Linked DNA regions of Mus musculus: regions 2, 3, 4, 5 and 6 are each linked to region 1. The links are chromatin contacts, called in public HiChIP or PLAC-seq and promoter capture Hi-C maps. All regions are on one chromosome and are shown on one strand. Each heading gives the region's core, a stretch centred on a gene start, on an enhancer-like site or on the middle of the called end of the contact. The rest is flanking DNA. Distances are from core to core; before and after follow the strand shown. Region 1 holds the start of Igfbp3 (insulin-like growth factor binding protein 3). Region 2 overlaps Pkd1l1 (polycystic kidney disease protein 1-like 1). Region 3 overlaps Tns3 (tensin 3). Region 4 has its middle 240 kb from the start of Tns3. Region 5 has its middle 380 kb from the start of Tns3. Region 6 has its middle 330 kb from the start of Gm27393.

Region 1 (4,081 bases), core at 774-3,273:
GTCGATATAAAACACTTAACCAATCCTGTGCAATCTCGAAGATGCCAGTAAACTCGGGTGGAGGCCTGGCGCTTTGGCGCCCCCTAGGAGTCCCGGGTGGAGCAAGCGCCCATTTCTCAAACTGCAAAGGAAGAATGGAAGAACTCAGTTTATTGTGAAGAGAACCAAGTTGATTTCTCTTTTCCAAGAAGCCATTCACTCTAGGCGTCCCCTGTCTCCTTGCCTGATGATAAATCTGGGTAAAAGTGCTGGACTGCTTCTGTGGGTAACATTGTATCGAACAGAGAGAAGGCCTGCCACATCTAGAATCACTTTTGATACTAAACCTTGTTCTAATTTTGGAGTCAAGGTCTCTGTGGTTATTTAAAGAACAAGTGTAACCCTAGGGGATTTTTTTCTTTCAATTTTCCAATGAAGTCAGAGGCCCTGTTCTTCAGCGTTAGTACATAGGGAAAAAAGAAGGAACAACTGGGACACTTTCTGGTAGACTGTGTTAACTCTAGCCACGACCTAAACTCTATGAGGAAGGAATAATGCAAAAACTGGGGGTGCTGTGTCTTGGCAGCTCTGGCCTTCACGGGTCTCATATTTTTTTCTTTGTAAAGGTCCAAAATTTTATCATTCTTATTTATAGTATCAAATAAGGGAGAACTAAATTTTACTAAAATTAAGACATAATTTTTTTAAAGGGGATATAAATTTGTAGAGAGAGCCACAGATACAGGGAGATGTAAAGACACACGGGTGGATGAATGTCCACTTCACCAGATAAGATATACATGATAGACGGAGGGATATGTGGGGGAAGTCGTCTTAATTTGCTTCCTGCATAAAATTGCACAGATCTCCCCAAAGACAATCTCCCCAGCCTATGGTAAACAACTCAAGAGTATCCAGGAAAGTCTCCTTCCAAGTCGGTCTCTCAAGTTCCCACCACTCATCCACGAATTGTTTTAAATAAATAAATAAACCGCGAAGTCTGTCGATTCAATTCTGGACCACCAGCGTCCTCTGTTGGTCACCTATAGGAGGAGCGTGCAGACTTTGGAGAGACTCGTACAAAAGAACTCAATAGCTGCGCTATTGCGCCTGGATTTCAAGTCAGAATGAACGGATTAGCAAGAACTCCAGTCTGCACTGGAGCACATCAGAAGTTGGTATAGGGGTCCAACGATGACTAAAACTCGTTGTGAACAGTATTCATTTTAAGGGCTGCTTGGCTACTAATCATGCATGCTTCAGTGTCTCAGTAGTTATTTTAACGCAGATGCGTCCGCTAAAAAGATTCTCCCAAACAAGAACTAGAGGAACTTCTCATCTTTAAAAAGAAAAAAACTGTCCTCACTCCTATCTGGGAAAGTGCAACGACGTATTTGAGTATTTTGAGTCCCTACCTCCTTGAAAAGCAAATCCTTTGCGCCCATAGCTGTCAGCGTGAGGTTGTGCGGTGCTGAGACTCTGGGAGCTAAAGTGGCCCGTGGTGCAGATTTAAACCTCGAGCTCTAAGGTTCTCCAGACCTCAAAGTGATCTGCGCGTTCTCGCTGGGAAATGCCTAATACAGCATACCCTACACGAGGAATTCCATTGCGGGAACTTTACAAAGTACACAGGCGCTGAATGGGTCCGGGCCAGCTTCCCAAACATAAACCATCCCTGGAAAGGCCAGCTTAGCCAGCCATCCAGGGGGAGGGGCTATAGGGTCCGGGACGCCAAATTGGCTGGGAGTCATTGAAGGAAGAGAAGACCAGAGTCCCTGGAGTGGCTGGGACTCTAGAGACGCAAGGTGGCCTGGAGCGCCTGTGGTTACCCGTGAAGAGGTGGCCCTGATACAGGGCGTGCGCACAGAGAGCAGGTGCCCGGTGAAGACGCGCGCAGCGCGCCCCCGTCCTCGTTCCCGCTTCGTCGGGAGGCGCGGGCCCCGGAGCGGAGCCTGCGCCGGCCCACCCCCCACCCTCGCCGTTCCGGGGCGTGTCCTCCGCCACCCCGGCTTCTATATATCGGCCTGCGCGCCCGGGCTGCCCAGATGCGAGCTTAGAGCGGCGACTGGGCGCTGAGGACCTGCTTGCTCGCTGCTCCCATCCCGCCGCCTCATCCCGCCGCCTCATCCCGCGTGCTCCACTCCGCTCCCCTCCACCGAGCCGTCCACCCGGCGCCATGCATCCCGCGCGCCCCGCGCTCTGGGCGGCTGCGCTCACTGCCCTCACTCTGCTCCGCGGACCGCCGGTGGCGCGAGCTGGCGCGGGCGCGGTGGGCGCGGGCCCCGTGGTGCGCTGCGAACCGTGCGACGCGCGTGCGCTGTCCCAGTGCGCGCCTCCGCCCACCGCGCCCGCGTGCACGGAGCTGGTGCGAGAGCCCGGCTGCGGCTGCTGCCTGACTTGCGCGCTGCGCGAAGGCGACGCGTGCGGCGTCTACACGGAGCGCTGTGGCACCGGCCTCCGCTGCCAGCCGCGGCCCGCGGAGCAGTACCCGCTGAGGGCGCTGCTGAATGGCCGCGGGTTCTGCGCCAACGCCAGCGCTGCAGGCAGCCTAAGCACCTACCTCCCCTCCCAACCTGCTCCAGGTAAGCTGTCCCTGCCACGTGCGCCACGCGCAACTCCCTGGGACCCGACGAGGGTGGCAGGGAGTGTATCTTCAGATGTTTGTCTTGGCTCATATTGAAGGTTGGAAAATGGACCCTGGGAGGCGGAGTGAGGCACTGAACCCATTTTTCCTCTTGCTTGGTTCTCAAAGTACAGCTTTTCTTATAAGTTGCAAAATGCGCTCTGTGAAAATAGGTAGAATTCAGTGCCAGGACGAGCGGGTAGCAAGGGAGACTGCCAGTGGACAGATCCCAGTCACTGGAGAGTCTCCTCGCTGAGCGGGGATACCCAGGTTTAGGTCTGTGTAACCCAGCTGTTGACCTGGGTTTTCATTCCTCATAAATTGGGAAGGAGCGCGTCTATCCCAGGGAAGCTTGAGTGTAGGAATCCCGGGTTGGATCCGGACCATGAAGGTATTTGCAGGCAGCCACGCTGTTGGAAACAGTACCTGTCTTGAAACATCCTATCATTTGCACGGGCTAATTGGCAACGCAGGATTGTGTCCCAATTTATCCAAAAACTAACGAGATGAAATTAAGAGCACTGGTGTCTTTGAAACTGTGAAACCTAAAGTTCAAAACTGCTCAGTGTCACCAGGAGCTGCAAAAAGGTTTGAGCCCGGTTCGGGCCCCATAGGCGCCATCCTATGCTCTGCAGCAGCGCCTTCCAGATTCAGAGACTGCATTTGGTGCAGAGGATGCAGACTCAGGCCGGTTCCCTGCCAAAGCAGAGACTAGAAATGCGAAGTACGACCCAGGAATGTTACTCTTTCTAATTCGACCTAGGTGCAGCAGCAGCAGCAGTGGGGACAGCGACAGCGCCAATGAGAAAAATGCAAACGTTTAACAGTTACCTCTCCTGCTGCAAGCCCTACCAAGCAGGCAGTCACTCTAAGGGCATCCTTCGTTCCTTTAAGGAAAAAACAAAACAAAACAGAAACATTTAAATGGATTTGGCAGCTGTTGCTCTAAATGGCCAGCATTCTTAGCTGTTGCTCTAAATGGCCAGCATTCCTAGCCAGTCTCGCTTAGTTATGTGAGTCAAGTTCTTGCCCTGAACATCTGAAGGCTAGAATTCTCCGGTTTCCCACACCAGGCTGGCAGATGGTGCAGATCGAGCCCCCAGGACCAGGGCTAGCTGGGTAGAGAGTCTCTTTATGATTTCTGTGGCTGCTGACCTACACTCCCGGGTACAGGCAAGTCCTGGTATGTTCATCCCCGAGAAGCATTGGATTCCTGGCAAAGCAAGATTCCAGTTGTTTCGCTGACTCAGACAAAGGCAAAATCATGCCATTTGCCTGTGTGTCTTTAACTTCTAGTGCGTTCTGTGGTATACCAAAAGCAATCTTAAGAAATACTAGCATTGCTATTTTGAGTTAAGCCTTAATGACCTCTATTAATAATCACCATTGAACACTGTAGTAAAAATTGATGTGAGCTTTAATTACAAAAGAGTTTGGAGGCTTCAATATCCATTGAAGGAAAAAATATAGTTCTGTGAC
Region 2 (4,081 bases), core at 643-3,142, 1.7 Mb before region 1:
AGGGCTTCGTTTTTGGTGATTTGAGGCTTCTCTTTAGAGTTTGACTTAGATGTGATAAGAAAATCTGGGAGCCAGGCCCTGGGCTAAGTAGCTCCACCTTAACCTGGCATTCGGAATCCTTATTTTTAAAACTCCCAAAAGAGATGAATCATTTTGCTTATATTTTCAGTTTATGAATCTGTTCCATAAGGCCCCTAGCAAGTCTCTTGATGGAGGCCATACCTGGTGACTAGGTACTGGGGATTTCAGGGTAGCGGCTTCTGGTACCTATTTTGAAGTGAGATAAAGTCAGCTGGCAGTGCAAGACCAGAAAGATGGCTCTGTGGGAGGGGCACAAACAGATGTGGATGCTGGGCACCTCTCTTCCAGATCTGCTTGGCAGCACTTGTCTTTGCTTGGAAACGGAAACATGACAGCAAGTTTTTTACTGAGTCTTTACAAGATGCGACCAAGGGTCTGGATTTGGAATTGGAAGAACATTCCAGAACCCGTGTTCCTCTTTCTCCTATCTCCTATAGTCCTGACACTGCTGAGGAGGCTGAAAGGGTGAGCAGAACGGGGAGCGTTTGGATCTGCTGCTTCCACCATGAAGATGGGGATTCAGACCTTAGTTCAAATTTGGCTGTGCTTTTGGAGCCCCACTCTGTGTGTGTGTGTGTGTGTGTGTGTGTGTGTGTGTGTGTGTGAATTTCTTAAGCTTCTTTCCTTACATTTACCCCAATCCCAGTGAAATCAGAACCACAAGGAAATGAATACACTTGAAAATGTAGAGGTAATACCTGGAGAGATGGCTCAGCAGTTAAGGGAACTGATGGCTCTTCCAGAGGTCTGTGGTGTAATTCCCAAAACCTACATGGCAGCTCACAGCCATCTGTAACTTCAGTACCAGGAGAATCTGATACCCTCACACGAATATGCACATAGGCAAAATACCAATACACATTAAATAAATATATAAATAAATAGGAGTATTTATTTTATTTTACAATTTTTTAAAATTATAAAAAAAGAAAAAGAAACTCTAGAGGCTAATGAAAATTCTAATTTCTGACCACAGTTTCAGAACTTCTAAATCATTTGCTTTTCATAGGAAATGTACACCCTCTCTCTTCCCTTACTTCCACACGGACCTAGCAGTCTCCACATCCCAACCATAGGCCCACTGTTTCCTGCCTTCTTGACTCCATCCTTCACCACCAATTCTCTACACACCGGCAGGCTGCCTTCCTCCAAGGCTCTTTCTTGCTCTGGTAGCCCAGACAACTGGGTCCAACCCTGAGGCCACAGGGTAGTCCTAGCCTCAGAACCAAGAAGCCTTTGAGGAGCTCCATCCTCATCAGGATCAACTCTCCAACCCTGTGTCTGCCATCACCTTAAAGTCCTGATGCTCTACCTGCTGAGTCTCCCAGGCACTCGGCCATACTTGCAGTCCTCAGCACATAGGACATATCTGAACCACGACCACCAAGCTTCACTTCACAGCTTTTGCTCTGTATTTCTTAGAAGCCCAGCAGCTTTGTGAGGAAGGACTGAGGGGCCCAGGGGCTGCTCTCTGAACGTGCCTAGAATGGCTAAGCAGATGAGTGAGAAATGAATGGGTGACTATTTCCCATGGGTTTGCCTCTTAGCTACAGTTAGTCCTGCCCATGAACACACGTCGCTACAACATGGAAGCAATGGTGCTTTTATTACACAAGGCAAACAAAACAAAGATCATTCATGCTAAAACAAGCTGCTTTAAACTCAGTTTTCCAGTCTTTGAAGGTCTCTAACAGAAAGCAGTATGCAAATACCAAAGGCAATTGCCCCTGTGACTGGGCAGCAGTGAACGTGTCTCTCCTGTGTAGCTGTGCTTTCTAAAGGCCCAGATGAAGTCCTTGCCAAAAGAGCTGGCCTGGGACATGAGCAGAGTTTTCAAATGGGTCTACTTCATCTCGCATCGCCTCCCCAACAACACAGTGTGTGTTAACTACACAAAGTCCCTCTTTGTCCCCCTGAATGCAATGCAGAGAGCAATGATGACAGCTCTTGGATTGGCAGGGACACCAAAAGCCTCTCTTTCTCCAATGCTGACCCCAGTATGATGGTGCCCCCCTTCTGTCACAGGTCTTGGCTACCCGACAACGAGAACGCCACCTGCGCTGGGCTCAGACACCATCCAAGGCTAAGCTCAGAGTGACCGGGGAGAGACTGAGGAGAGAGAGCATCATGCAGGCAGCCCTGAGGTAGGTGAAGGCCAGAATACAATGGTCTTCCTCTGGCCCTGTCTTCTTTTTAGAGGGAATGATAAGAGATCCTGCACTTGGGAAAATCCTTTCCCATGTCTCAGCCCGTGCCAGAGGGTGAGGGACAGAGACACTGCATTTAAGGAAGGAAAGTGTTCTGGTTATATCCATGGCCCAGAGCTCTGACCTCAACTCCATCAGCCACACAGACTCACATACATCACACTGTGCCCAACACCAGACCCCGAATTGTGCTCCTCCAGCTGGCTACACAGGGCTATGAAAGTCCAAGAGCAACTGGTGTACCTCTCCATAGGCATTGAATGAGCCCAGGGACCAGTATTCTAAAATAAGTCAACAGTACAGTTTACACAGACATGTTCTGGAGATCAACTCAAAGTCCACTTCAAATATTTAGATAAAGCATCAAAGTTAGTAACTATGATACTGAGACAACCATCTCCAAACTTGACTTCAGTCAGGCTTCTTTGTCAGTGGTACCCATTCCCCTGCCCATCTGTGGTAGATACTGGAAGCAGTTCCTGGAGGAACCCTCTGCAAGGACCAGTCCATGCATGTCTCCCAGTTCCGAGTTCCAGGTTCTAGGCTTCCTGAATCCATCAAGAATCTAGAAGCTCCAGATGTTTTTCCCACAGTGATGTCATTAAAGTATGCAGTGTCCCCTCCAGTTTATTGTCTCTCTTAAAAACCCTTCCTCATCCCCCACACGTACTCAGCTCTCTTATGTAAAGAACAGGTCCTGAGACAGGTTCTTCTCCAAAGAAGAGAACCATGGCATTATTCCAATGTCAAATGTAAAGTGAGTGAAAAAGGAATTCTGAAAAGATAAAACACTGACAAAGACTTTTACATTTGTTCAGGCTGCCCATAAAAACAAGGAACCAAACCCACCAAAAACATGAATGGCAGACCTAAGTCACACACACACACACACACACACACACACACACCTTGAAGTCACATGGGTACACTAAGCACTGTGTAGCCAGTGCCCTGCAGTACCCACTTGCCCTGCTCAAGACCAGGACATGAGGGGACTGTAGATGTCTAGGTGTCTGAGAACAGGGTGGATCTGGAGCTACTGAGAGGGGTCACACCAGGGACTGCGCTGCCACGCAACCCCAGTTCACAGGCCTGTGTAACGTCTGGAACACTGGGTAGCTGATGTCCACAGAGCTTGCCGAGCTGAGCAAATCAACCTTGAGAAACCCAGCTCCTGGGCCAAATCCTCATGCTAAGAGTGCCACAAGCAGTGTCCACACCAAGGTGGACAACCAAAAACACAGCTAGAGACAACAGGCTCAGAATGGGACAAAGCTAACTCTTTATGTAGATGTCATTAGTAAAAGTCTGGGAAGGTCCCACAAAAGAAAGAAAGAAAAACAAACAAATAAAGAGGCAGTGAGAGAATTTAGAAAAGTAGCTAATGGTAACCTTAAGCACCAAGAGCCCTTATCCTTCGTAAATCAAGTAAGATGCAACACTCCACTCGAGCACAGCGAAAGACTCAGCTGCTGTGGTGTAAGCTCAATGGGAAATGCATAAAACAGTCAGGAGAGTTAAGAAACAATCCTCAAAGGTTGAAATGTAGCCTGAAAGCAGTGGGAACGCACCAGTGCCTACATCAGTGTATAGCAGGTGTCTGTCATTCTTCAGATTAATGACCCACTGTGGGATAGGACACACAAGCAATTACATGGTTGTCTAGTTTTGTCATTGCTGCTGTCCTCAAAGAGAATTGTTTACAGTCTGAGAAAGATAACATGGATTCTAGCTCAGAAATACCAAAATCCAGGACTCTTCAATGTGGAGAGTAAATCACAGATGAATGAAAT
Region 3 (4,081 bases), core at 619-3,118, 1.4 Mb before region 1:
AAGGAACATGGTCCTGCACACAGAGTCCCTGGGGAGGTCCTCAGTGTCTGTGTGGCAGGTCTTCCTGTGGCACAAACTGTTGTGTGGCACAGTGCATTCTCAGAGAGTGTCTAGGCACTTACTTTGTTTTTACAGCTCATGTGACTTTGAACTTTTGGTGAATCCTGCTGCCTCAGCCTCCCGAGTGCTGTAATTACAGACATGACCTGCTGTGCCTGGTTCTGGTTTTTATTTTTTACCCGTCCCAGTGTAGCTGTGTTTAGGGTTCCTCATGTGGCAGCACAGATGACCAGTGTCGATTGCTTCTGCCACAGGGGGGAACCAGGGAAGGATGGGTAATCCACGATCAGGGCCATCTTGTTTAAGAAATAGAAGACAACACAAATCAGGGGCCTCCAGAATTTTCCAGGGGAAAAATTTATTTTCTTAATATTTTATATTTGGTTGTTTGTTTATTCTGTATGAAGTGTGTCTATGTCCGTATGCCTGTATGCATGCGTGTACGTATCCATGTATTTTCTGACCTGTGTGTGAAGGCTAGAGGAGAAGTTGCTGAAGTCCATTCTCTCCTTTTATGATGTGGGTTTCAGGACTGATCTCAGGTCATCGGGCAAATACTCTTACCTGCGGAGACATCTTTCTGGCCCAAAGTAGCCACTTGAGGGCCATAATAATGATCTAAAGATTCGTAAAAACTATAGTGATCTTTTAAAAAGAGAGCGGTAAGCTGGCTTTAATGCGTTTTGTCCCAAACGGGCAAACTTCATGAAGGAGGGTTATGCTGAAAGTGTTATGCCAGTGATCTGGAAGTTTCCCTGTGGAGTACCTGTTCCGGATGGGTTCAGGTGCCCCTAGGAGGCATCAGTGAAAGGGTGGGACCTTTATCTGTGCGTCCATCCCAAGCTGGGGAGAGTGTCACATTCCCCAGTGCTTGTGGCTTACGCCAGCGTCTCTGTCTGCTCGTAGTCTGATTTTCCATGTTGATTTTCTTCACTGTCGGGAGGAGACAGCAAGTGTTAGTGAGGGTGAGTAGTCTGCCCACACCGTGTGCTGTTAGATGAGTCCAATGTCTGCACAGCGTGACTGCTTGCTCAAAGAGGGGACTTCCTCAGTCGCTGGGAGGGAATGCCTCACTCTCCTTGAATGGACCAGCTTGGCTCAGATACTGCAGCCAGAACTCTGGTCCCAGCTGCTTCCTCGGACACTGAGGCCAGCCTTTCTTTACATCTCCTCTTCCTTCCTTTCCGCTCTAATTATGGCACATTAAGTTACTGGCTCTTCCTCTTCCTCTTCTCTCTGGAGAGAGATAATCTCAGCCACATACCCTTACAACCTGCCTTCGTTTCTGTTTGGAAGATACGGCTGCCAGGAAGTTTCAACCTGAGTGCCTGCTGATGACTGACATGCAGGCCACACCCCATAGACCAGGGGATACTTCCAAGTAGACAATAGGTAATGCTCCTTAGCAGACAGTGTGATAGGACACCTCGTGTGTACATTTTATTTATTTACATATTTTAAAATACCTATTTGCATTTTATATATATTCATGTACATCACACGTATGCCGTAACCACGTGGTTGTGAGCCACAGTGTGGGTGCTAGAATGGAACCCAGATCCCCTGCAAAAGCAGCAAAAGCCTTAACCTCAGCCATCTCTTTAGCCCTTGTGTGTAGTTTTAATGGAACCAAGTCCTGATGTTTTTAATGTTTCAGAATCCAGTAGTTGGGAGATAAAAAAGAAATCACTCTGAAATCATGGGTGGGGCCTTGCGAGTTGCTTCTCTTTTTACAGAAGAAGAGCCCAGCCTACTCCAGGCCCACAGGAGCCAGTTATTTCCCTCCAGAGGGTTCAGGAATCCTGGCTCTCATTACCTTGGAGCACAGCTGCAGTTTGCAGCCTCACGGTGGGCCCACAATAAACTGTACAGGCCCACATCTGGCCTGCTGGCGGGCGGGCAGCCCTGGGGCCACACTGGGCCATTAGCCAGGGTGTCTGAGCCTGTGCACATTCCTTCCAGAACAAAGGCCTCCCTCGGCCTGGTCCTGGCGCTCCTCTCTACTCTGGTAATCCCTCACCTTTCTTAGAGACTTCCTCACTCACCTACTCCTCACTGGCCATTTTGAAGTAGATCAGAAATGTGCTCAGGGAAATAAACAGATCAACCTCTGGCACCACACAGACCTGAGGGAAAACCCAGGCTTCAGCAGCCCTCTCCTGCAGTCAGGCACTTGAGCAGACAGCAGGGTCCTGTGTGACTGTGACCCTTGCTGCTTGCTGGCTCCAGATCCAACCAGAGTATTGGTTGTGCTGAATTCTCCTTCTGAATGGGTCTGAGAAGCTCCTGGCCTGTGACTGGAAGAATTTCCTGGTTTGAAGGTGTTGTAAGACCCCCCTGCCTGGGAGGAGACACTTAGCATTTTCCCAAGCTACAATGAGGGCAGGTTTCCACAGGGAGATCAGAATGATAAATGGCTTCATCCCAGTGATAGGGACAGGTGTGTTCAGTTTGACGCCTGTGAAAACACCTATAGAGTCAGGTGCTCAGGGGTGGAGGAAAGGCAGGCTTCATAGATAGGTGGTTCACATATGGGTGGGGGCTGGGTTGGCGCTCGGGGGCTGTTTGGGAATGTGTTTTCAAATCCTCCTCAGTTTTACCCTTGAGGCAATAGATGAGGTTTTTATCTAGCTGCGTTTTGGGCTATGTTTCTATAAAACCTGCCATCATTGTAGCTTGGGAAAATGCTAAGGAATTTTGGCATCCTCTCGGTCAGCTTTCCGTCCTAGTGCAAACAAACCCAAGGAAGTCTGTGACAGGGAGGAACATTTCATTTTGGCTTATGTGGTCCGGGAGTTCAGTCCATAGTCAGTCGTCAGTCAGCGTCTTTGCTTTTAAGCCTGTAGGAAGGAAGCAGTTAGCTTGGCAGGGAGTTCACTTCCTGGCAACCTGGGAACAAAGCCAACAAGAAAGGGTCCCAAATATCCCCTTCAAGGACACACCTGCAGTGACTTGCCTTCCCTCTTGGTCTCCTGAAAGTTCCACCAGCTTCTAATAAAATCATAGTCTATTGGCCCTTGCAGGGATGTTTAAAACACAATTCCCAGAAACCCTGAGTCCACTGGTGGGCGCCTTGTATTTCCTGCGCCTTTTGAATTGACCAAGCCCAGATCCTTTAAAAAGAACACTGTGGCAGCTTAAGCATTTTCCAGTTTGAAAATAACCGTGCAAGCTGGATTGCTATTGACAGTATGTGCATTTAGTGTGGCTAGTGGGGCTCAGCTGTCTGTCTCTCTCTGTTGGTCGTAAATGGTGTACATCTTTGCAGGTAGATTTTTGGGTGGACCCTAGTTAGTCATGTTCCTAGGAAGATTTCTATGATAAACTCCATGTGATGTAATGTTAGCATTTTAGCTGTTAACAACGTCCTGCTCTGAGCTTCTCAGTACATTCATCCACATTGCTGTGCGACCATCTGTCCATGGCTCTCCAGAACCCCGCATCTTGCAACACTACAATGGCTCCCTGTTCCTCTCCCAAAGCTCCTGGCAACTGTCATTTTAATTTCTGTCCTGCGGTCCTCCTGTAAGTGGAACCAGCCAGAATTTCTCCTTTCTGTGACAGGCATAATGCTTTAAAGGATCATCCGTGGTAGAGTGCATGTCGACTTCCCTTCCTTCTCTCTTTCCATTCGTTCCTTCTTCAGGCTTAATAGTCCAGTACTTAATACTTAGTACTCGAGTGTGGATCCACTGTGTCTTACAGATCCAGTTGTCAGTTAATGACACCTGGGCAACTTCCACCTTTGGGTGATGAGAGATGATGCTATTGGGACCTGGCCGTGTTGTCCCTCATCGCTGTTCTTCGGTTAGACACCCAGAAGCAACTGCAGCCTTTTGGGGTTCCTTGACATGGCCAGACTGCAGCTAAGACACTGTATGATCACTGGCTTCGCAATGCCCTCCAGCTCTTGGTTGGCACCCACAGGGTACGAACCAGGCCTGCAGGAAAGGAAGGAAGCTTCTTACCAAGCTATTTTGACAGATTGCATAAACTTGGTGATTAATGGAAGGAGAAAGAA
Region 4 (4,081 bases), core at 993-3,492, 1.2 Mb before region 1:
TTTTAATTACCAGAGCATCCATTATAATAATGGGAGGGAGGGTTAAATTCAATTGCACTAAACATATCAAGATAGAATTTCTGAAATGCCAACCCTTAGGAAGTAGAAGACAGAAGTAGGAAAACCAAAAATTAAATGCAGCAAGCTGAAATAAATAGGACAACAGATTTGCCCCAACACACTGTAATTTCCTTAATGCATAAGTGACCAAACTTCACCAGTCAAAATACTAGTTGGCTGACTGGGAATAGCCCAGCCACATGCTGTTCAGAAGAGACTTCAAATCAGTCTCGCTGGATGGTTGAGAATCAAAAGGTGTAAGAGGGGTAAATTATACAAACATTAACCGAAGCCGTCGGGCACCACTTGCTGGAGGACAATTATTTTATTTGCCGTGGAGTCAATAAAGTACTTGCCCAAGACAGTGGTAGGAACAGCTGGAGCGGCAGTCAGGAAGAATGTAGGAAAACTGAAACAACGGAAGCTCCCAGCAGCTTCTGACTGACACAGAACAACCCACAGAAATAGTAAAGTTGGGCATTTCTCAAAATCCTCATGGAATGGCCATCAAAGTAGATCAAGCTGTCAGACAGACAAAATTCAACAAATGTATGCCATACAACAGAGTTTATTCTTGTATAGTAAGGAATTATCCTCGAAATCAATGAAGTGCCATGGTGAGAAAAGTCTCTGCACACATGGAAGATAGAGAACACTTTTCTAAGTAGCAGGGTTTGTGTGGGGCCGAGGTAGTGGGCAAGGAAGCCTGGTGTTTCACATAGAAATGAATGTTCCGTAGAAAATAAAACTAGCATCCATGGGGTGTAGCTAAAGCAGTGGCCAGAGTGAAATTTATAAGTCTAAATGCCTGTACTAGAAATGAAAGGTGTTACAGCGATGACTGGATGTAGCCTGGGCTGGGCTGGGCACCACGGAGGCCTACCACCCCAATCCATTCGTTACTCACCCCACATACTGGATTCATTGTGCTCCCTCAGTGTTGTATGGGGCCTGAGATGAACCTCTTATTTGTAAACACTTCAGACAGCCATTTAAAGAGTCTTAGAAACATCTACCACCATTTCATGAGGTACAGAGACTTCACAGTCTCAGTAACTCCTTAACTTAAGGGTAAGGAAGCTTGCGGCTGTCCACTTCTTACTGGACGAGCCCTCAAGCCTGGCACGTAAGGAGGCCAGGTCTAAATTCCAGGGCTACCTAGACAAGTGAGCTCATCTTTTATCCATCTGCTGTGTTGCCTGGCCAGCATTTCCCTCTTCGTGCAGGACTGGCTCATCAGTGCAATGAAGCTACTTTTCCAGCCTGTTATGCAGGGCAAAGATGGATAGGAAGAGTGTCACTGTGTCACTAAAAGCTTCCCCACTTTGACAAAGAGCATCCAGACCCTTGCTCTGTGCATGCGTCTTTGTAGGGCAGATACTGGAGAACCAGAGGCTCAGCAGTTTCATGCCCCGTGCCAGGTCTCCTGGGTTCTGACTCTACACTGAGTAGATTAGGTCTGCAGAGCAGACTCGAGCTAAGTGCCTGCTGTTTGCTAAGTGCAGTGCATCACTATGGTTGGTTGGTTTATGTGTCCAAGCTGCCACCCGCTGAGATGAGTCCCAGGAATCATTAGCCTGGGCACACACGTGTATGTTTCCCCTCCATCTGGGTGAGGATATGACCTCAAATTCTAAGTCAACAAGAATTTCCTCTGTGCTCTGAGCTGATAAATCTCTAACCTCCTGCAGTGACAACGGGCTTATGATTAGCTTTCTACAGGTTCAGTGGCCCTGCCGGCTTTTAACGGTTTGAAAACAGCAAATTGGCCTTGGCTTCTAAGGCATAAGTAGTGTGGTGGTCATGCTCACTGAGTAGCTTGCTTCTCAGTCTGTCTTGGCAGTGGCCCAGTCTCCGTTCATAGACCATGAAGTTTAGGGTTGTGCCTTGGCCACCAGCAAAAGGAAAAACACAAAGAATGTGTTGTTTCACACCACCGAATGTGTTGTTTCACATTCGGTGCTTTCTACATCCTGCCTTCTCAGGACAACCAACAATGCAGCAGAGGAGGCTGCAGGAACTCAGTCCCTGCCTCTTTGTGCATGCACGCTTCCCGGGCTTCCCCCAAAGTGCAGGCTGCCTTCTAATGCCAAGAATCAAGCAAAACCTCCATTACCAGTGTGCTCTCCTCCCTCTGCCCCCAGCTTTGTGCTGCGTGGAGCCAGCCAGTTGTTGAGAATTCAGTGAGGTGATCCTGCCCCCTAGTGGCTATCATAGCTTCCTACAGCAGGGTGTCTTTATAATCTGTAAATTGTTGCCAGCTTAAAAGGGAGGATGAGTGTAATGGCAAATATTAGTCCCCTTAGAAAAGTGGCTCTCAACCTGATGGTCACAACCCTTTTCACAGGTGTCGCATATCAGATATTCTGCATATCAGGTATTTACATTAGGACTCATAACAGCAGCTAAATTACAATTATGAAGTAGTAAGGAAAAGAATTTTATGGTTGGAGTGGGGTCACCATAAGATGAAGAACTGTATTAAAAGATAGCAGCACTGGGAAGGTTAAGAGTCACTGCCTTAGAGGATAAAAGTATAGTTACTGAAGCCCTGTTGCTTATGGCCTGGGTTGGACCTGAACTTCATGGTAGACCCTGGACTTAGAGCTCCCTAGTTATTGACAACTGCAGGCCTCAGCCCTCCCGTTAGTCCCAGATGAAACCTGACGGGGCGTGTGGAAGCCAGGAAGACAATCAAATGAGTGGGGGGAATGTTTCCAACAAGTGGTGTTATCACCCCAACTATGGCAGGAGTTGCAAAAAGTCCAACATTCAGACTGAAAACCTGAGGTCGGTCTCATAAGTAGTGTCACAAATAATCCAGTATCATCCATGCCCCCAGAACAGAGGTAGCCGACACGAGCCAGCACATAAAGCACTGTCCTCGTGTTTTCATGTTTCCTTGGATGTCCCCTGGGAGCTGAAACAGGTTCTGTGGAGGTTTCTAAGGGAAGGAGAGAGGGTGCTGTTCTTTGTCTGTTACATGTGAATATGCTCTAGCAGTTTAACCTTGTGGGTAGAATGCTAGCTCTGTCTGCCATGACATATGTGTATGTATGTATGTATGTATGTATGTATGTATGTGTATGTGTGTGTATGTGTGTGTATGTATAGTTTCTGACCCCCTTGTGTATTCCCATTTCCTCTTCATTACCTCTGCAGAAGCATAGTTCTCTGGGTATTTGTGTGTGTGTGTGTGTGTGTGTGTGTGTGTGTGTGTGTGTGTGTATGTGTGTGTGTGTTTCTGCATCTGGAGACCAGACAAAAGCGCCTTCTCTGTGGAATAGTGGGCCTGCTCTAAAACCATGGCGAGAGTGAACTGTGAATACTCTAACACTTTACACTTGTGAGTAAAATGGTTGCTATGCCGCCCGACTTCCATAGACATCCCCTGTGAAGGAGACCTTTAACAGCGCGATGAGCTCCGGAGGCCTTGGGGATGGTGACATCTGTTGAAGCTCTCCCCCCTGCTGACAGCCTAGCAGGGATTATGGTCCCGAGCAGGCCATTTTTGGGGGACCTATGCTTTTAACTCAGCTGAAAACAAATTTTATCCACAGATGCTTTTCCAGTTGGTGTTGGTTTAAGAAACAAGAGGAATGTGTGTATAGATGGATGGGTCCTGGAAAGCAGCTCTGCAGCCTTTAATTGTGTATGGTGTGTCCGCTAAAAACACAGCTCTGTCCTTGGAAGGAAAGGAGACCATTTATTCCAAGCCTAATATGAGTGACCATTGGCTGGGAACATGGATCCAGGTGGCTTCAGATAGTAAGTTCCAACCTAGAACTGCTATATGAGCTGCTATAGCCACGTATCAGAAGAAGTTATTATTATTATTTTTGATTGACTATTTATTTTTTAAATTTTTATTATTATTATTTTTTAATTAGGTGTTTTCTTCATTTACATTTCCAATGCTACCCCGAAAGTCACCCAAACCCTCCCCCCCAACTCCCCTCCCTCCCACACTCCCACTTCTTGGCCCTGGCGTTCCCCTGTACTGAGGCAGATAAAGTTTGCA
Region 5 (4,081 bases), core at 972-3,471, 1.1 Mb before region 1:
GGCTAGTTTTCTGTGTCAACTTGACACAGGCTGGAATTATCACAAAGAAAGGAGCTTCAGTTGGGGAAATGCCTCCATGAGATCCAAATGTAAGGCATTTTCTCAATTACTGATCAAGGGGGAGGTCCCCTTGTGGGTGGTGCCATCTCTGGGCTGGTAGTCTTGGTTCTATAAGAGAGCAGGCTGAGCAAGCCAGGGGAAGCAAACCAGTAAAGAACATCAGCTCCTGCTTCCTGACCTGCTTGAGTTCCAGTCCTGACTTCTTTTGGTGATGAACAGCAATGTGGAAGAGTAAGCTGAATAAACCCTTTCCTCCCCAAGTGCTTCTTGGTCATGATGTTTGTGCAGGAATAGAAACCCTGATTAAGACAGTGTCTAATGTCTCTTTTATTTTTAGTATTTTAGGTGACAGACGTAAAATAAATTTGCATGCCACTCCAATGACATCCATGCTTATTGATCAGTCTGACCTGACAATTCCACATGCACCAGGTAACACTAAGCATCCTTTTCCTTCTTAGCATCTTTCGTTGTTTCTTACTGATTGATTTCCAAGGGAACCCTTAGGTGGTGAGCAGTTGTTTTCTGTGTAGGTTTTCTCTTCAGCTGGAGAGCATTCCTTTTTAATTGGAAAAAATACCCGTTCTTCTTAGTTAACTAGCCACACTGCATTCTTACCCTGTCTGTCTTTCATTCTTGGGGAAAGGGCTGGGATTCTTGTATTTGACTTTAATGAAAACACTAAAGTCAGGTTCAATTAGTACTGGGCAGCAGAATGGCTGTAGGATACCAACACACCTTAGCCATGCCCTCTGCCCTTACAACAAAGGAGCAAACACACATTTTTTTTTCTTTATCTTTCCACCCAGTGACAGTAGGTTCTGTTTGATGCCTTGCCCTCATACTTGCAAACAAAATCAGGATAAGCAACACTGGGAATCAGGGACATCCTCTATTAAATCCCTTTTCTGTCAGTAAGCTATGCAAAAATACTTAGCAATCTAAGGAAGGAGACCACAGCTCCAGAAACATCAGTCAAGAACCTCCCTGACAGATTCTATATCATGGAAGGAAGCTTGAAAGGGAGGGACCAAACGTGTCAGGGCAATAAAACAACCAACCAACCAAGCAAGCAACCAGCCAACAAACAGAAAACCACATGTAGTTGTGCCACAATTGTTCAGTCTGCTCTTTATCATTTGTTCTGCAGGTAATAGGTAGTGGAAAAAAATGTTTCCACTCTGAAACCAAGAATATTATTTAGAAATTGTGTTTTATTAGTAATGAGCTCACAAATACCATTCTATTATCTTATTTGAAATATTTCCAGTCTCTTTGAGCACCCTGATTTTAAGAGGTATGTGAAGGAAACTTGACAAATATTTGAATACACATATTTGTGTGCATAAAATTGTTAAGTGGTAAGAATTGGGATTTGTATAAATATTTATCAATAGATAACTATCAAAATAATATGTAGTGGTACATGTAAAAATGCCATGATCTTTACCCATTAAATAACATCCATAAGACTTTATTTTATGTCTCTACATATATTTTTCCTATTTATCAGTATTACAAAAGAATGTGCCAAGTGTCATTATTTGATGGTAGAATGTCAAATAATTTTAACGTGTTTCTTATATTTCAAAATTAAACTCAAAAGTATATAAAATGAAAATGCTGTTAAATTTAAAGAAGGATTAGTAGTAACTGTTTGCTAAGAAAAACCACAAACACGACATAATTTTTCTTCGGCTTTCCCTTGCTAAATTAAATAGCTCTGTGAAGGCAATGTGAAGAAAGGTGTAGGTTTGGTTTGCAGCCGAGATGACCTTGGCTAAGCTAAAGGGCATACACATACACATATGTACTTGGCTGAGTTAGAAAAGTCCTTCTGGCATTGTAACATGCTTCCCTTTTCAAGGACTCTGTGAGGAATACTTTCTTGGCATTAGATATTAAGCAATTAAGAACTGACATGTTGCACTTGGTAGTTTGCAGTCTTAGCTGTAGTTTATATAATAAATTGACCACAGCTCTAAAACACCTCATCATTTATATGGGGAACTTGTCCTTGGAACTAAAGCCATAGCTGGCCATACCAGCCTGGGCTGTTGTGAGCCTTTTTCTCCTTCTCTTCCACAAAGCTCTTTTATAAACACTTTGAGTTCCTGTTTGGAGTTGGTCACACTTGGCTTGATTCTCAAGACTGAGAACCACTTTATGGAGAGAAGTACTCTGAATGTGCCAGCAGTAGTAGGTGAATGAAGCTCTACAGAGCACAGTCCTGCAGGCCGGCAAAGGGACCAACAGGGAAATCATTGCAAACTAATTTTACATGAAGAATATTACTTGTTGAAAAACTCATAAATCTAAATGCTACTGATAAATTGACTGAACATATTTTAAAAATCACATTGTACCCATAAGTATACATAATTACTCTTAAACATAAAATAAGGCATTTTGTTCCATTTTATTTGTGTGTATGTGCATGTGTATGTGTGTGTGTGATATGCCACAGGACACATATGGAGGGCAGAGGATCACTTGCAGAAGTCTGGTTGACACAATAAATCATTTTCTAGTCAACAGTAAACAGAAGCAGGTTCTGGTTATCTTTGTTAACTTGACACAGACCTAGATATATCTGGGAAGAGGAAACCTTAATTGAGAAAACCTCCATCAGATTGGTATACGAGAACATCTATGTGTAGCTCGTTCTTGATTACCAAGTGATGTGGAGGGGCACAGCTGGCTGTGGGTAGTCCCTAGAAGATGATCCTGGAAGGTAGAAGGAAGGCAGCAGTATGGAAGCTAGGTGGATAAACCAGTAAGCAGAGTTATCGCATGACCTTTGCTTCAGTGCCCACCTTCTGGCTTCCGCCTACAGTTCCTGCTCTCACCTTCCTTCATGATGGAATGGGGTCCAAGAGTGTGAGCTGAATAAACCCTTTCCTCCCCAAGTTGCTTTTGGTTGTGGTGTTTCTCAGAGCAACGAGAGCAAAGTAGAGCAAAGTAGGACAAAATGGCACATTGAAAGGTCACACGCTGTGCCCCTTTGAGAAATACTCCTGAGTGAAAGAGAAAAAAGAAAAAGGAAAAGGAAAAGGAAAAGGAAACGGAAACGGGAAAGGGAAAGGAAAAGGAAAAGGAAAAGGAAAAGGAAAAGGAAAAGGAAAAGGAAAAGGAAAAGGAAAAGTCATTGTTGTCCGAAGAACTCCCAGAACTCCAGAATAAACTTTTGAGATGTATTTGTTTTACGGAATCCTTACACAGCTCTCCCATATTTGCTTGGGGTATATCCCACAGTCTGCCCCTCCCCTTTTCGTTTGTGCCTTCTCTATTGGATTTGGGCTTCTGAGGTCGAATGAATTCTTCCCAGCGCACTTTCCTCCTTATTTTAGTCAGCTTCTGGAAGGGCACACTGCTCACTGCCTATTATAATGATGATGACAATATGCCCGATATACCCGAGTACGAGAGCAAGGTTGCTTTAGCGCACGCACATTTGAGACGATCCAGACCATGGTTCCTGGTTCTGGTGCCTTGGGCTGGTGCTAGTACAGTACCCCACAGCAGGGGCATATGGCACAAAAGGCTTGCTTGTCTCATAGTGGACTGGAAACAGAGGCAGGGAGGGTTCCTAATATCACCTTTAGATGAAGACACTCTGTGGCCCAACTTCTTCCTCCCAGTAGTTGCTCAGGCTATAAATCAAGTTATAGAGAGACCTATCTAAACTGTAAAGAGTTTCCCACATGTGTCTCTCCTGACTCCCCCTTCATTCTTACAAAACCAGCACCAAACTCTATGTTCTTCCCGTTTGTTTGTTTGCTTGTTTGTTTGTTTAAGACAACCATGTGGCTGAGAACGTTTTCTGATAGACGCTAATTTTCTGATTATCCACCTCTCCCTTTTCATGTCCACCTTCTGTGTATTGTTCTAGGACTCTCACCATGGAGTCTTTCCTTTGCAGGCCTCCTTTGCTTTGTTACATGGATGTGATTTTGCTACTCTCACTCCTTTACTCGCTTTCTTTCATATGTCCCTTGGCTGACACTGTCCCCAAGCCAGT
Region 6 (4,081 bases), core at 990-3,489, 1.0 Mb before region 1:
GGGTTGTCAACACGTTTTCTGGCAAGGGCTCGCTTCACAGGCACAGGAGGTGAGCACTGAGCCACTTCTGAGGAGGCTGGGAGACACTGAGCATCACGTAGCAACATGGGAGAGTGGGTCAGGAGAGAAGCAACTGCCTGGCTTCTTTTCTCAGGCCACGTTTAAGTACTCATCCCAGAGTGTGGTGGTGCAAGGCTGTGGATTTCCTGCTGCTATGATGACACAGATGTCTGTGAAACATAAAAGTGGCCTTCATGTCACACTTTAAATTATGTACCCCTGGGGCATCTGTAGCTTTCTTTGCTAATGTTTACTATGACGTTGTACAACGCGCTCCCAAATCCTCTTTCCCCAGATGAAGAATCTGAGCAAGAAACAGAAAGTTGCTTGACTCTGGAAACTAGTACTTGTGACAAGCCAGTTTCCAGCGTCTACAGCAGAGATTTTCTGTCTTGGGTCAGGTGGCAATGAGGTAAGTGGGAGAGGTTAAACTGTCACTTTCTGGGATTCTTCATGAGTTTCAGCCCACATTGAAGGTATAGCTGGAGGGATTAAGGAAGAGGAGGAAGGCAAGTGTCTTAGGGAATTCTTTTCCCTGTCCTGGGTATGTGACTGCCAAACTCACTGACTCTCCATCACATATTCTACCTGGCCATATGCTCTCAGGCTCTTAGAACTCTTCACATAACCCCTAGTCAGGCCACTGTTCTCATATCCCCTGGCACTGTGACCTGAGACCCATGTCTCATGGTTCCCAGGTAGCACCTTGGGACATTGACACAACACACCCTTTTGTGTTTCATATAGACCAGAATATTATTCCCCATCCTCCTGTGGGCATGACAGTCACCCAGGTACCCATCCTGAACTTTATAAAGCTTTTAGATGTAGCTCATGACCCTTGGTTTGTGGGGAGGCTGCTACTATCCCTGTCAAAGTATCTGGCCTTTGTAAAACTACCTTTGTAGTCCAGTCCTTTGTAGGGACTTGAAATCACTTGACTCTGACAAGTACTTCCAGCATTCTTTTGTGGGAAAGGGGGTATCCACATGTGGCTCTCTTCTCTGGTAAGGTTGTTGTCATCTTCTGGGCACAGGCAGAAGGTTGGGACTTGGGTTAGGGCTCATTCTTGATCTACAAATATGGCTTGTGTGAAATTGTATAGTTGAAGAGCCCAGCAGGGTCTGTCTAACTCTCTGGTAAATTCCAAACCCTAGTAAGCACCTATTATTAAGAAAGATATACACACATATGTTAACACATTCTTTTCTAAGAACTGTAGTGTTTTCTTCATAGAGAATAAAGAGTAGAGTGTAGAATGTCAACCAAACAATCTTATAAACAATAATTTTCTTTTTATGCATTTAGAATTTCTCAACAAGTGATCATGCTCTTTGAATGAACAATTCATGTTCTAAAATATATATCCTAACAAGGGAAACACATAATTCCTGTAACAGAAGATTGTTTTCATATTATCCAAATACAAGTCTTCATCAGGAAACAACTTCATCATGGCAGTCAATTATAGTGAGAATATCCTTACATCTGTTTTCCAAATGATGAAATATTAGTCATTGCTTTGGTCATTTTTGAAGTTTCATTCAATTGATAATGATAAAAAGCATTATGAAAAATGAAACGCATGTTTTCTAGAATTTTAGACTTGGAAAAGCAGATTCCTAAAATTTCATTGCATAAAGCTATACATTTATATCTCCCAATATCATCTTTGGTATTTACGTACATGTGTTACACTGGCAGTACATATGTCCATATCTGTAGTTCTACAAAGCAATTCATGTATAGATAGACTTTATGAATATGACATATATATATATCAATGTGATATGTACAAGGTGACTCCCCATATATACTCAATGAATTTATCTGTTGTCAAGCTACATATTTGTCTACATGACTGAGTTCCAAAGTCACCAAAGTGAGTATGGGAATTGTATTTACTAAACAAAATGTCTGTGTGGAATTAATTTTGTTCATTTCTAAATTTTGTCTTCAAAATTTGCTTTTATGATCATGTATTGCTTTTTTAAAAAGGAAAACAATGTACTCTAAAAAAACTACTTTATCCACCATTGCACATTTATGACCCTTAAGACTTTCTAAAAGTTGGAACGCGATTTAAATAAAAATAGCAATCGCCACGACAATGGGCATTTTCCCCTCTGGCAGTCACACAATGAGAATGCACTTGACACGCAGCCCAGAACATTCCAAGTTCACTAAGAGCAGGAAACGCATTCAAGCTGAGATCATTAGAAGTTACTAGATGACAATTTGTTCTAAGTTCTGAAAGCTAACCCAGCAAGTATGATTTGGCTACAGGAATCGAATACTAAAAATCATTAAAACCCAATGCTTCTAATGTTGGACAACATTTTTGCTGTTGTTTGAACATGGTCCTGATGTTTGCATTGTTGTCTAGGGCCCCTTATGAGAGCCACTGGAATAGAGCAGGGGCACCTATACCTAGAGAAAAGTACAGGACACTAAGATGCTTGCTGAGCATTTTAATGATATATTACTATACTTAAAATCTCATTGCCCAAGGGCTTTGTCCTTTCTCCCTTCCTTCCTTTCTTTCTTCCTTTTATTAAAAGCAACTGGAACTTTCAGATGCCCCAGTGCCACTGATAGTAGCAATAAAGTTTCCACTTCAATGCATAGAGTACATAGATGTATAGAGTTAGCTGGGCACCCAGAGTGAGCCCTAAATTGCCCACATACTTCTAATTCTCATCAAGTTAACAACCAAAGCCAAATATTGCAGAAACCTCCCACAGCAGTGTGAGATGTGTGGTCATCACGTTCTCCATAGCCTAAATCTTCATGGACATAAATTGTCTTTATGGGAAGAGGTATCACTTGGATGGGAGAGGGCTTGTTATCTATTTGCTGTGATGCTTCAAGAAAGATGGGAGGAGCGAAGGGAAGGGAAGGGAAGGGAAGGGAAGGGGAGGGGAGGGGAGGGGAGGGGAGGGGAGGGGAGGGGAGGGGAGGGGAGGGGAGGGGAGGGGAGGGGAGGAGAGAGTGTCAGTAAAGAAAATAAAAGATAAAATCCCACAAGACTTCATGGGTCCCTGGGTTGAAACTGTAAATGCTGTATGCATGAAACACACACACACACACACACACACACACACACACACACACACACACACAAATCTTCATTAGGAACAACATCTAGGCCACTTCCAGGCCACTTCCTATCCACTCTGATGTTGGCAGTGCCACTTACAGCTTCAATTCCATCTCCAAATTTCTTAAATTTCTTCTGCATTTCTTTCAGGTTCTCTCTTCTCACAGAAACCCAAATTTGAATCCCTTTGTTCTCAGTACAGGAAAGAATTTCACGAGATTCTCTCAAAATAGTGGAATGGTGTTTTTCTATTTGTGTTCTTTCTAGACTATTTTCCCATTGTGAGCTAAACAGTAAGTCCTAAGGAAAATATGGCACTTGTCCATCTTACCCAACTCTTGACCTAGATTTTGGAGATTGCAGCCCAGGGATTTAAGCATGCTAAACTCGGGCTCATAGCTGATTCATACTGCTTCTCTTTGTACTTTACAGCAAGGCTACCTTCAGGATAAGCTTCTTATTCAAGGCAGATGGACATTGCCTCATGGTGGAAGATTGCATTTTAGCTATCCTTCCTCACCTTGTCTAAATATCCTGCACTAAATTGCTGCACAATCTTTATGACTGGATTAATTGAGCTAAATGGCAGGGGTTGCATTTCTACAGTTACAAGGAAAATAAATACATCTTAAAGAAGCAAATAGAAAATAACCATAAATATACCCATGCCCATGAGGCAAATTTGTTCTGCCTGTTAAACAAGTTTCTAATAAAACAAAATAAAACAAAACATTAGATAGTTGGAAAAGAACTAGACCTCTGCTGAGATCCAGTTTATTTGTTTATCCCATAAATGTTTATAGGACACCTAACTGTGTCCCAGGACTTATGCTGGTGTTGAGGATTTAGGGACTCTCCTGTCCGTTAGATACACTTTTTCAGTGTGTGCTCTGTAGTTCACATATTCAAGAACATGTGCAT

What was found. Promoter capture Hi-C pulls out the DNA fragments that hold promoters and counts their contacts. HiChIP or PLAC-seq counts read pairs in DNA pulled down with a chosen protein or histone mark.
Region 2: an H3K4me3 HiChIP or PLAC-seq map of embryonic forebrain shows a contact between it and region 1, with 18 times the contacts expected there. The contact joins the enhancer-like site here to the promoter of Igfbp3 in region 1. A contact is called at or near these places in 6 of 39 promoter capture datasets (the C10 cell line, embryonic stem cells, hematopoietic stem and progenitor cells and 2 more), 2 of 15 datasets of contacts at CTCF or cohesin (embryonic stem cells and stem cell-derived epiblast-like cells) and 4 of 115 datasets of contacts at active chromatin or transcription factors (astrocytes, embryonic forebrain and stem cell-derived neural progenitor cells).
Region 3: a promoter capture Hi-C map of embryonic stem cells shows a contact between it and region 1, with 4 times the contacts expected there. The contact joins the enhancer-like site here to the promoter of Igfbp3 in region 1. A contact is called at or near these places in 6 of 39 promoter capture datasets (the 3T3-L1 cell line, cranial neural crest, embryonic stem cells and 3 more) and 2 of 115 datasets of contacts at active chromatin or transcription factors (embryonic forebrain and pancreatic cancer cells).
Region 4: a contact with region 1 is called in an H3K4me3 HiChIP or PLAC-seq map of forebrain, with 26 times the contacts expected there. The contact joins the enhancer-like site here to the promoter of Igfbp3 in region 1. A contact is called at or near these places in 3 of 39 promoter capture datasets (the C10 cell line, cranial neural crest and embryonic stem cells), 1 of 484 Hi-C or Micro-C datasets (embryonic stem cells) and 6 of 115 datasets of contacts at active chromatin or transcription factors (embryonic forebrain, embryonic stem cells, forebrain and 2 more).
Region 5: a promoter capture Hi-C map of the C10 cell line shows a contact between it and region 1, with 15 times the contacts expected there. The contact joins the enhancer-like site here to the promoter of Igfbp3 in region 1. A contact is called at or near these places in 12 of 39 promoter capture datasets (the C10 cell line, the HPC-7 cell line, HPC-7-derived erythroid cells and 6 more), 27 of 484 Hi-C or Micro-C datasets (the G1E-ER4 cell line, LSK cells, the N1E-115 cell line and 14 more), 4 of 115 datasets of contacts at active chromatin or transcription factors (embryonic stem cells, epiblast stem cells and stem cell-derived neural progenitor cells) and 1 of 9 other capture datasets (pancreatic islet).
Region 6: an H3K4me3 HiChIP or PLAC-seq map of neural progenitor cells shows a contact between it and region 1, with 20 read pairs. The contact joins the enhancer-like site here to the promoter of Igfbp3 in region 1. A contact is called at or near these places in 13 of 39 promoter capture datasets (the C10 cell line, the HPC-7 cell line, cranial neural crest and 8 more), 9 of 115 datasets of contacts at active chromatin or transcription factors (embryonic forebrain, embryonic stem cells, fibro-adipogenic progenitors and 5 more) and 1 of 9 other capture datasets (liver).

Annotation. Positions count from the first base shown.
Region 1 is chr11:7,211,865-7,215,945 of GRCm38.p6, reverse strand. It overlaps Igfbp3 (insulin-like growth factor binding protein 3), which reads left to right and starts at 2,023. Exons shown (of 5, transcript NM_008343.2): 1 at 2,023-2,561. The coding sequence starts at 2,156.
Region 2 is chr11:8,861,947-8,866,027 of GRCm38.p6, reverse strand. It overlaps Pkd1l1 (polycystic kidney disease protein 1-like 1), which reads left to right. Exons shown (of 52, transcript XM_017314870.1): 39 at 370-546; 40 at 2,107-2,225. Among named protein-coding and RNA genes, the nearest start is that of Gm40814, 57 kb to the left of the region's middle. Within about 2 kb of position 1,892, at least 47 of the 459 cell types and tissues checked have an H3K27ac peak or open chromatin away from gene starts, as enhancers often do. A contact at or near this core is called in embryonic forebrain and stem cell-derived neural progenitor cells, where this site is marked.
Region 3 is chr11:8,657,113-8,661,193 of GRCm38.p6, reverse strand. The region is part of intron 1 of Tns3 (tensin 3); the gene reads left to right. Among named protein-coding and RNA genes, the nearest start is that of Tns3, 5.4 kb to the left of the region's middle. Within about 2 kb of position 1,868, at least 96 of the 459 cell types and tissues checked have an H3K27ac peak or open chromatin away from gene starts, as enhancers often do. A contact at or near this core is called in embryonic stem cells and pancreatic cancer cells, where this site is marked.
Region 4 is chr11:8,422,587-8,426,667 of GRCm38.p6, reverse strand. No RefSeq gene overlaps it. Among named protein-coding and RNA genes, the nearest start is that of Tns3, 240 kb to the left of the region's middle. Within about 2 kb of position 2,242, at least 83 of the 459 cell types and tissues checked have an H3K27ac peak or open chromatin away from gene starts, as enhancers often do. A contact at or near this core is called in forebrain, pancreatic cancer cells and stem cell-derived neural progenitor cells, where this site is marked.
Region 5 is chr11:8,283,586-8,287,666 of GRCm38.p6, reverse strand. No RefSeq gene overlaps it. Among named protein-coding and RNA genes, the nearest start is that of Tns3, 380 kb to the left of the region's middle. Within about 2 kb of position 2,221, at least 5 of the 459 cell types and tissues checked have an H3K27ac peak or open chromatin away from gene starts, as enhancers often do.
Region 6 is chr11:8,213,964-8,218,044 of GRCm38.p6, reverse strand. No RefSeq gene overlaps it. Among named protein-coding and RNA genes, the nearest start is that of Gm27393, 330 kb to the right of the region's middle. Within about 2 kb of position 2,239, at least 22 of the 459 cell types and tissues checked have an H3K27ac peak or open chromatin away from gene starts, as enhancers often do. A contact at or near this core is called in heart atrium, neural progenitor cells and stem cell-derived neural progenitor cells, where this site is marked.